Regions from separate parts of the Mus musculus genome. Here region 1 is linked to region 2. Evidence: chromatin contacts called from public Hi-C data. All regions are on one chromosome and are shown on one strand. The core of a region is the stretch at or near the end of the contact, and the rest is flanking DNA. Distances in the headings are between cores, read along the strand shown.

Region 1 (3,372 bases), core at 27-2,526, 130 kb before region 2:
TCAACTGACTTAGCACAATGTCTAGCCTATGATAAATGGGCAGTAACATACCATACTAGAACAAGGATATCAATAGTGGGTGGATTCCTAACTATTTTTCAGCAGAAAAATTTTACTCATTATACTTTAAAAGTTCACATATGTTCTTTTGCCTATGTTTTTAAAGGTTTATTTCTAAGAGAACATGCTTGTATGCATGTGTGTGTGCATCTGTGTACCGTGTGTGTGTGTGTGTGTGTGTGTGTGTGTGTGTGTGTGTATACATATATAAATGTGGAGGCATCAGATCTCCCTAGAACTGAAGGCGGGTGGGTGGGTGTGAGCTTCCACCACAGGTGCTGGGAAGATCCTCTACAAGAGGGTCGCTGTTCTTAACTATTAAACCATCTCTCCGGCCTATTATCTATATTTTTTGAGTTTATTATCAGCTTATTTTTTGAAAAGTTTTTAAAAACTTTTTTATTTGTAACTTGCTTGTAGTTTTAGATTTATATTAAACTAGGCCACATGGAGCTAGGAAAGATGGCTCAGAGGTCAAGCCCTTGAAAAGCAGCTGCGTTCAGTCTCCAGCACCCATGGGAGATCATAACTATCTGTAACTCCAGTTTCACAGGACCCAGGACCTTCTTCTGAACTCCACTGACACAAGGCACATGCATGGTCTGTATACATGCATGCAAGAAGAATACTCACACATACAAAATAAAATAAATCTTTTAAAATGTTATAACTTGGCTGCCACTTTGTAGAGTATACTGGATGGGTGAAATGAGGCAATCTAGAACCAGAATAAGTTGCTTTGGTACACAGATAAAACAACAGCGTACACTTGGAGAAGGTCAATTTTGTTTGGTTGGTTTTTGTTTCTTGAGAAAGAAACTTGCTATGTAGCCCTGACTGGCCTAGTATTTACTGTGTAGACCAGACAGGCCTTGCATTTACAGAGATCTGCTTGCCCCTGCCTCCTGAGTACTAGGACTAAAGTCGCACACCACCATGTCCCAGGAGTTAATTTTGATTGTTAGTGTATTTTTTATTAATGAACATTATAGTTAGTGAGGATCATATATTTTCACAGATGAATGATAAAAGATAAGGGGCAAAGAGTATCTTTTAGAGAGAAAAGTGAGCCAAGACATGTCTGACTTGGTGGCAATGGCAGATGTTGGTGTCCCCTCCAAGATGATTTTGTGCAGTTAGTTCCAAGTGCTCACACGTCCTTACTAAAGGCAGGAAAGGTCAGAGCCACAGGTGAGCAGCAGAGGGAGCTGCAGGACTCTGGGTGCTGGGGAGCTAGCCCTTCAGCTCAGTGCCGGAGCATTTGTACCCGTATGTTCATGCCACTAACAATTCCACAGGGAGCCTCCTATCTGATGGCACACTTCCCACTTTCTAAATCACTGTTTGGAGCCTAAATGGAGAGTTGGTTAGTGGTAAATATTCACAAATATGAAAAGAACGTCTGCTGTGTCCTTGCAGCCACTGTTTGATAATAATTGTTGTGTTAGGACTTCTCCAAGAGTTAAAATATCCTTATTGGTCTGCCTGTAGCTAATTGGAGTATTTACATTTTCTTCTGTGTTAAAGACTTGAGCATTACTTTCAAGAACTTTCCTGTATTCTTACGCATCCCATTGACCTGGATTTTGTTGACAACCCTAATAGTGTCTCTACAAACAAAACAGTTCTTTAAATAGGGCCACTGGATGTGGTCCTATTGTACTTCTATAGTGATGCTAATATATTCCCTACTCTACTGTGTGGGTGGGTGGTTTGTTTGGTTTTGTTTTGGTTTTTGGTTTTTTTTTTTTTCTTTTTTAGCTCTTGCATTGGGTGGAAACCTTGTCAGTGATACCGTTAATTATCTAGTAGATTCCTTTCAGTCATTGTAGTAATCTTTTAGCACACTTTTTTTATTATTGTTGGTTTGGAAATAACATATCCAACTTATGCTTTCAACAAGAAAAAAATAAATAAAAGCAACTAAATATGGTGGTAAACACCTATAGAAGCAACTACTTGAAGAGCTGAGGCGGGACAATCACAAGTTTTAGATCAGACTAGAATACATAATAAGTTCACTATGTCTCCAAGTTTAAAAACCAGAACTTTTCTTTAAGGGGTCTGTAACTTGATGGAAGAACACTTGCCTAGCATATATAATTCTCTGATAATGAAAAGAGGTTGAGGGAGGAAGAAGAGGAAAGGGGAGCCCAAAAATACAAAGTAAGGAAATAAATGTGAAACTCTATGGTGTATAATAAATATGTGATGAAAATAGAGAAAGTTCTGTGGAATTGAACCTAAAAGTGCCAAATTCTCACTCTCAAATACTTTCTCTCTCCCCTCCTCCCTGCCCCAGCTTCTCTCTGTCTCTTTCTCTGCCTCGCTCTGTCTCTCTGTCCCTCAGTGTGTGTGTGTGTGTGTGTGTGTGTGTGTGTGTGTGTGTGTGTGTGTGTGTGTGTTTGCGCTCGCGTGCATCTGTCTATCTGTCTGCCTGCCTGTCTGTCGATCAGTTGAGGCAAGGATTTAACTCTGGCTAGGCTGAGACTCACTATATAGACCACACTGAGCTTGAACTCTCAGAGATCCTCCTGCCTCTCCTCTCAGCCTCAGCCACCCGTGTGCTGGAGTTAAAGGTGTGGATCACTACATCTGCTGGTAACTGTCTCTTAATGTTTTCTTGAGGTAATCTTTTATTAGGGTTTCACTTGATGTTAATAATTTTACTATATACAACTGTAGGAACTCACAAAAATGGCTTTAGTTACATGATCAACTTTGTTGTTTTAATCTGGTTTTCTCCTCTACCAAGATCTGACATTAACCATATTAGTAAGGAATTGCAGGTCATTTGCTTACTCACCTATTTGTTGACTCCATTCAATCTAGGAGACGCTGTCCAAGCAAAGCTAGAATTTTAAAAGTCACGCCTTTCTCCAGGTGTGGCTATGGTGGTGTACATCTTTAATTCCAGCACTAAGGAGGGAGAGGCAAATTCTCTGAGTTCAAGGCCAGTCTGATCTACATATGGAATTCTAGTACAGCCAGAGCTATATAGTAAGACTTTGTCACACACACAAAAAAATTTACCGCGTTTGAGGGGCATACAGTGATGTGGAAGAGGAGAGTCCTATGAACCAGATTAGTGAACTGCGCACTGAGGACCCAGCAGAAAGGATAAGCACAAAGTAAGATAGTGAAGGTGATTGTGAATGAGAGAGATAGTGTTGGGGTGGAGGGCATTAGGATTGGCTTTCCCAAAGAACTCTGTTCTGCAGATTACATCAGATACCCAGGACTTTATGAGACAGAGAAGACTAAAGTGGTTCAGGGTAGGAAAGGGACATGGTTAACATATGAAGTGTAATG
Region 2 (3,667 bases), core at 324-2,823:
AACCCTGTCTCAAACCACCCCACCAGCACAGATCCAATCTTATTATTATAAAAGCAAGTATACCATAAAAAAAAAAGGTTAAGTGACTTCTCCAACTAATGTATTTAATGAAAGGCAGAGCGTGGAATTGAGATGTCCTGCTCATGATCAATCTCACTATGTCCCACTCAATTACACTTGCAGATCCAACTTGCCACTGAGAGGAAAAGGAGAATTCGCTGAGGAAGTTTTAACTTTAACCTGGCCCTTACTGTCTGGAGGCTTTTTGGTTTTTCCTGGATTTTGAATCTTTTCCCTCAGTGTCTTCACATGCATACTCAGGGGGAGGCGCTGGAATTCCAAAGAGAGGAAAGCTGACATAAGGCTCATTAAGAAAAAGATCATTCACATCTCACCAGAAATCTATGCAGAACTAGAGAGGCCTCCTGGATCTGGTCTGACAAACTCTGATCCACGTTGCTTTAATTTTCCCTAAGTAGGGGTGGGGTGGAAGTAACATTTGTACTTTTGCCGGTTAAACTAGAGGCTCACAGGCCCAAATCCCTTTCTTGGGGGAGCAGCTACCCATAATGCCGCGGTCCCTTGGGAGCAAGGAAGCTGATAGAAGCAGCAGGTTTCAGATGGGGTCTGTGTTAGGACTATCTTGAGCCTCCTGCAGGATACCTCACAGTTACTTTTTTAGCTATGTTTGAGAGGCCAGCCTTGGCTAGGGCACTAAGTCAATTGCTCTGCTAGGCATTCACAATAAGCTCCGGCTTCATTCTCTGCAACAAGTTAACTCCGACAGCAAGAACGCAACAGTTGCGGTTGCAAGGAAACTACAACTTCTACTAAGATTAACAGCTTGCATTACTTGGGGAAAAATGTGGTTCCCATACGGAGCTAGGATTTGCCCCTCCCCCGGGGGGGGGGGCAAGATTATTGACCCCTAGGAAATAATCTAGGGGTTCTCCAAGCTCTTGGTTTTTGTTGGTGGTGGTGGTGGTTTTGTTTGTTTTAATGCCAAAGTTTTTACAGCTTCATGGAGTAGGAGTGAAGGACAGCCAAATGTCCCTGCATTGCAAAGGGCCTGGAACAGACAAAACACAGCCGGCCCCGGAACCACTCATATGTCCGTCGTCGCAGAAATTTAGGAGAAGCGAATCCCTGCACCTAGCCAGCGTTTCCACTCTTGGGTTTTCAAAAAGATCAAAAACCGGAAAAGACCTGCAAACTGGCAAATCGCTAAGAGGAACAGCCTAGCAGGTCTGCGTCCTTGGAAGCTGCGCAGCTTGGGACCCCAAACCAAAATCGCCCGGTGGGAAACCCCAGGGAAAGAAGGGTTCTTGCAGAGGGCTGGGGTTACTGAGTGCAGGCTGCAGGGAAGTACCTAGAGGGAGGGGGCCTGGTCGGGAGGACTTTCCAGCCACTCAGGGCTCATCAAAAAGTTCCCTGTGCATGACCCCAGTGGCTCATCGCAGGGAGTTTCTCCGATGAACCCCGGCCCTGGGTTTAGGCTTCTCAGTGGAGGACGAGCCAGTTCTTTTTCTAGTCTGACTGGCTTGGAAATTCCCCGCGCCTGACCCCGCCCCTGAGAAATCCCCTGCCAGCGTTTATAGGGCGCCGCGGCGGCGCTGCCGAGCCCACAACAGTCAGACCTCGCCAGCCAGCCGCCAGCAGCCTGCAGCCTGCACCCGCTCAGCCCCGCACAGCCATGTTTCAGCCAGCTGGGCACGGCCAGGACTGGGCCATGGAGGGCCCGCGGGATGGCCTCAAGAAGGAGCGCTTGGTGGACGATCGCCACGACAGCGGCCTGGACTCCATGAAGGACGAGGAGTACGAGCAAATGGTGAAGGAGCTGCGGGAGATCCGCCTGCAGCCGCAGGAGGCGCCGCTGGCCGCCGAGCCCTGGAAGCAGCAGCTCACGGAGGACGGAGACTCGTAAGTGGCGCCGGGCACCGGTGGGGGTCGCGCGGGGCCTGCAGCGCGCTCGGGGTTCTGCACGGCGAGGGCGCCGGGGTTGCGGGGCGCCGGGGCTGCGGCGGGCCGCCTGTCTTCCCCCCTCCCCCTCCTCCCCTGTCCCCGGACCCGGAGTCGCCGAGCGCAGGCCGGGGGGGGCGGGGCGGCAGCGGCGGCGAGGACGCAAAGTCCCGGCCTGGCAGCGGTGGCGCGCAGCCGCCGGGCGCCGCGCGGCCGCGAGGGGAAGTACAGGGCGTTCCGGGCGGCGGAGGGCGGGCCGGTCTGGCCGGCGCCCGCCCGGAGGGGGTGGGGCACGGAAAGTCCCTGGGCGGCTGCCAGGAACACTCAGCTCATAATAACCTCGCGGAAAACACCGCGGCCGCGGCCTCCAGAAACCCCGGCCTTGCGCAATCCCCCCTCCAACCCCACCTCCAGCCCGCGCCTCCCCCCCCCCCACGCAGTGTGCTCACCACCCCTCGGGGGGTTTCCCTGTCATCCCTCAGGTTCCTGCACTTGGCAATCATCCACGAAGAGAAGCCGCTGACCATGGAAGTCATTGGTCAGGTGAAGGGAGACCTGGCCTTCCTCAACTTCCAGAACAACCTGCAGCAGGTGCGCTGCTTGCTTGCCCCGCGGGTGCCCTCTTTGACCCCTTGGTGGAGTCAGATGTAGCACGGTCGCCCCCAAAGCGTTTCTAAATTAATAGTCACTTAGTTCTTATCTGCCTTGGCCTTTTGCATTCAAATCAGCCAACGTCTTAGAACCAGAAGAAAAATCCCTTGGGTTTAGTGAGGTCTTTATGACCCACCTAGGGCCTCCTGTTTGCCTGATCTCCTAAGAGACAAATGGGAGGATCAGATTCCATAGCGGGAGGTGTCTGGGGTTCAGGAAACTCAAGACTATGGGTTTGCTCCATGGCTTATCCCTTTCTGTTTCCTCTTCCATTTGTAGACTCCACTCCACTTGGCTGTGATCACCAACCAGCCAGGAATTGCTGAGGCACTTCTGAAAGCTGGCTGTGATCCTGAGCTCCGAGACTTTCGAGGAAATACCCCTCTACATCTTGCCTGTGAGCAGGGCTGCCTGGCCAGTGTAGCAGTCTTGACGCAGACCTGCACACCCCAGCATCTCCACTCCGTCCTGCAGGCCACCAACTACAATGGTAGGTCTGCCAGTCCATCCAAGGATGCAGAGGAGGGAGAGAGATGGGGCCACTTGAGTCTTAAACTCCGAACGTATACAAAGTTCAGACACTGTGATCTTTTTAAAAAGTTTTCTCCTCGATGCCTATATGATATTCACTCAGAACCCAGATTCTGAGTTCTTCAAAACTGATGATGTTTGTGGTTGTCCTCAAGACAATAGACATGAGTTGTGTGAGGATTGAAACACGTAGTTACAGTTTTTGTCTTCCTCCTCCAGGCCACACGTGTCTGCACCTAGCCTCTATCCACGGCTACCTGGCCATCGTGGAGCACTTGGTGACTTTGGGTGCTGATGTCAACGCTCAGGTGAGTACATCTCCCTTCCACCTAATCTCTGTTGGGCTGGCTCTGATGGTGAGCAGGTTTCCAGATGCAGCCGTAAACTAACGCCTGATTGCTTTTGGTTTCAGGAGCCCTGCAATGGCCGGACAGCCCTCCACCTTGCGGTGGACCTGCAGAATCCTGACCTGGTTTCGCTCTTGTTGAAATGTGGGGCTGATGTCAACAGGGTAACCTACCAAGGC

Evidence for each region. Hi-C and Micro-C count contacts between places; a contact is called where the count stands out from the background.
Region 1: a Hi-C map of rod photoreceptor shows a contact between it and region 2, with 4 times the contacts expected there. The contact joins the enhancer-like site here to the promoter of Nfkbia in region 2. A contact is called at or near these places in 3 of 39 promoter capture datasets (the C10 cell line, HPC-7-derived erythroid cells and cranial neural crest), 2 of 484 Hi-C or Micro-C datasets (the N1E-115 cell line and rod photoreceptor), 1 of 115 datasets of contacts at active chromatin or transcription factors (embryonic stem cells) and 1 of 9 other capture datasets (embryonic stem cells).

Annotation. Positions count from the first base shown.
Region 1 is chr12:55,624,810-55,628,181 of GRCm38.p6, reverse strand. The region is part of intron 39 of Ralgapa1 (Ral GTPase activating protein, alpha subunit 1); the gene reads left to right. Among named protein-coding and RNA genes, the nearest start is that of Insm2, 28 kb to the right of the region's middle. Within about 2 kb of position 1,276, at least 5 of the 459 cell types and tissues checked have an H3K27ac peak or open chromatin away from gene starts, as enhancers often do. A contact at or near this core is called in rod photoreceptor, where this site is marked.
Region 2 is chr12:55,490,553-55,494,219 of GRCm38.p6, reverse strand. Nfkbia (nuclear factor of kappa light polypeptide gene enhancer in B cells inhibitor, alpha) reads left to right here and starts at 1,573. Exons shown (of 6, transcript NM_010907.2): 1 at 1,573-1,920; 2 at 2,442-2,550; 3 at 2,890-3,100; 4 at 3,361-3,449; 5 at 3,554-3,667. The coding sequence starts at 1,694. It overlaps Gm36634 (a long non-coding RNA gene), which reads right to left and starts at 925. Exons shown (of 3, transcript XR_381610.3): 1 at 1-925.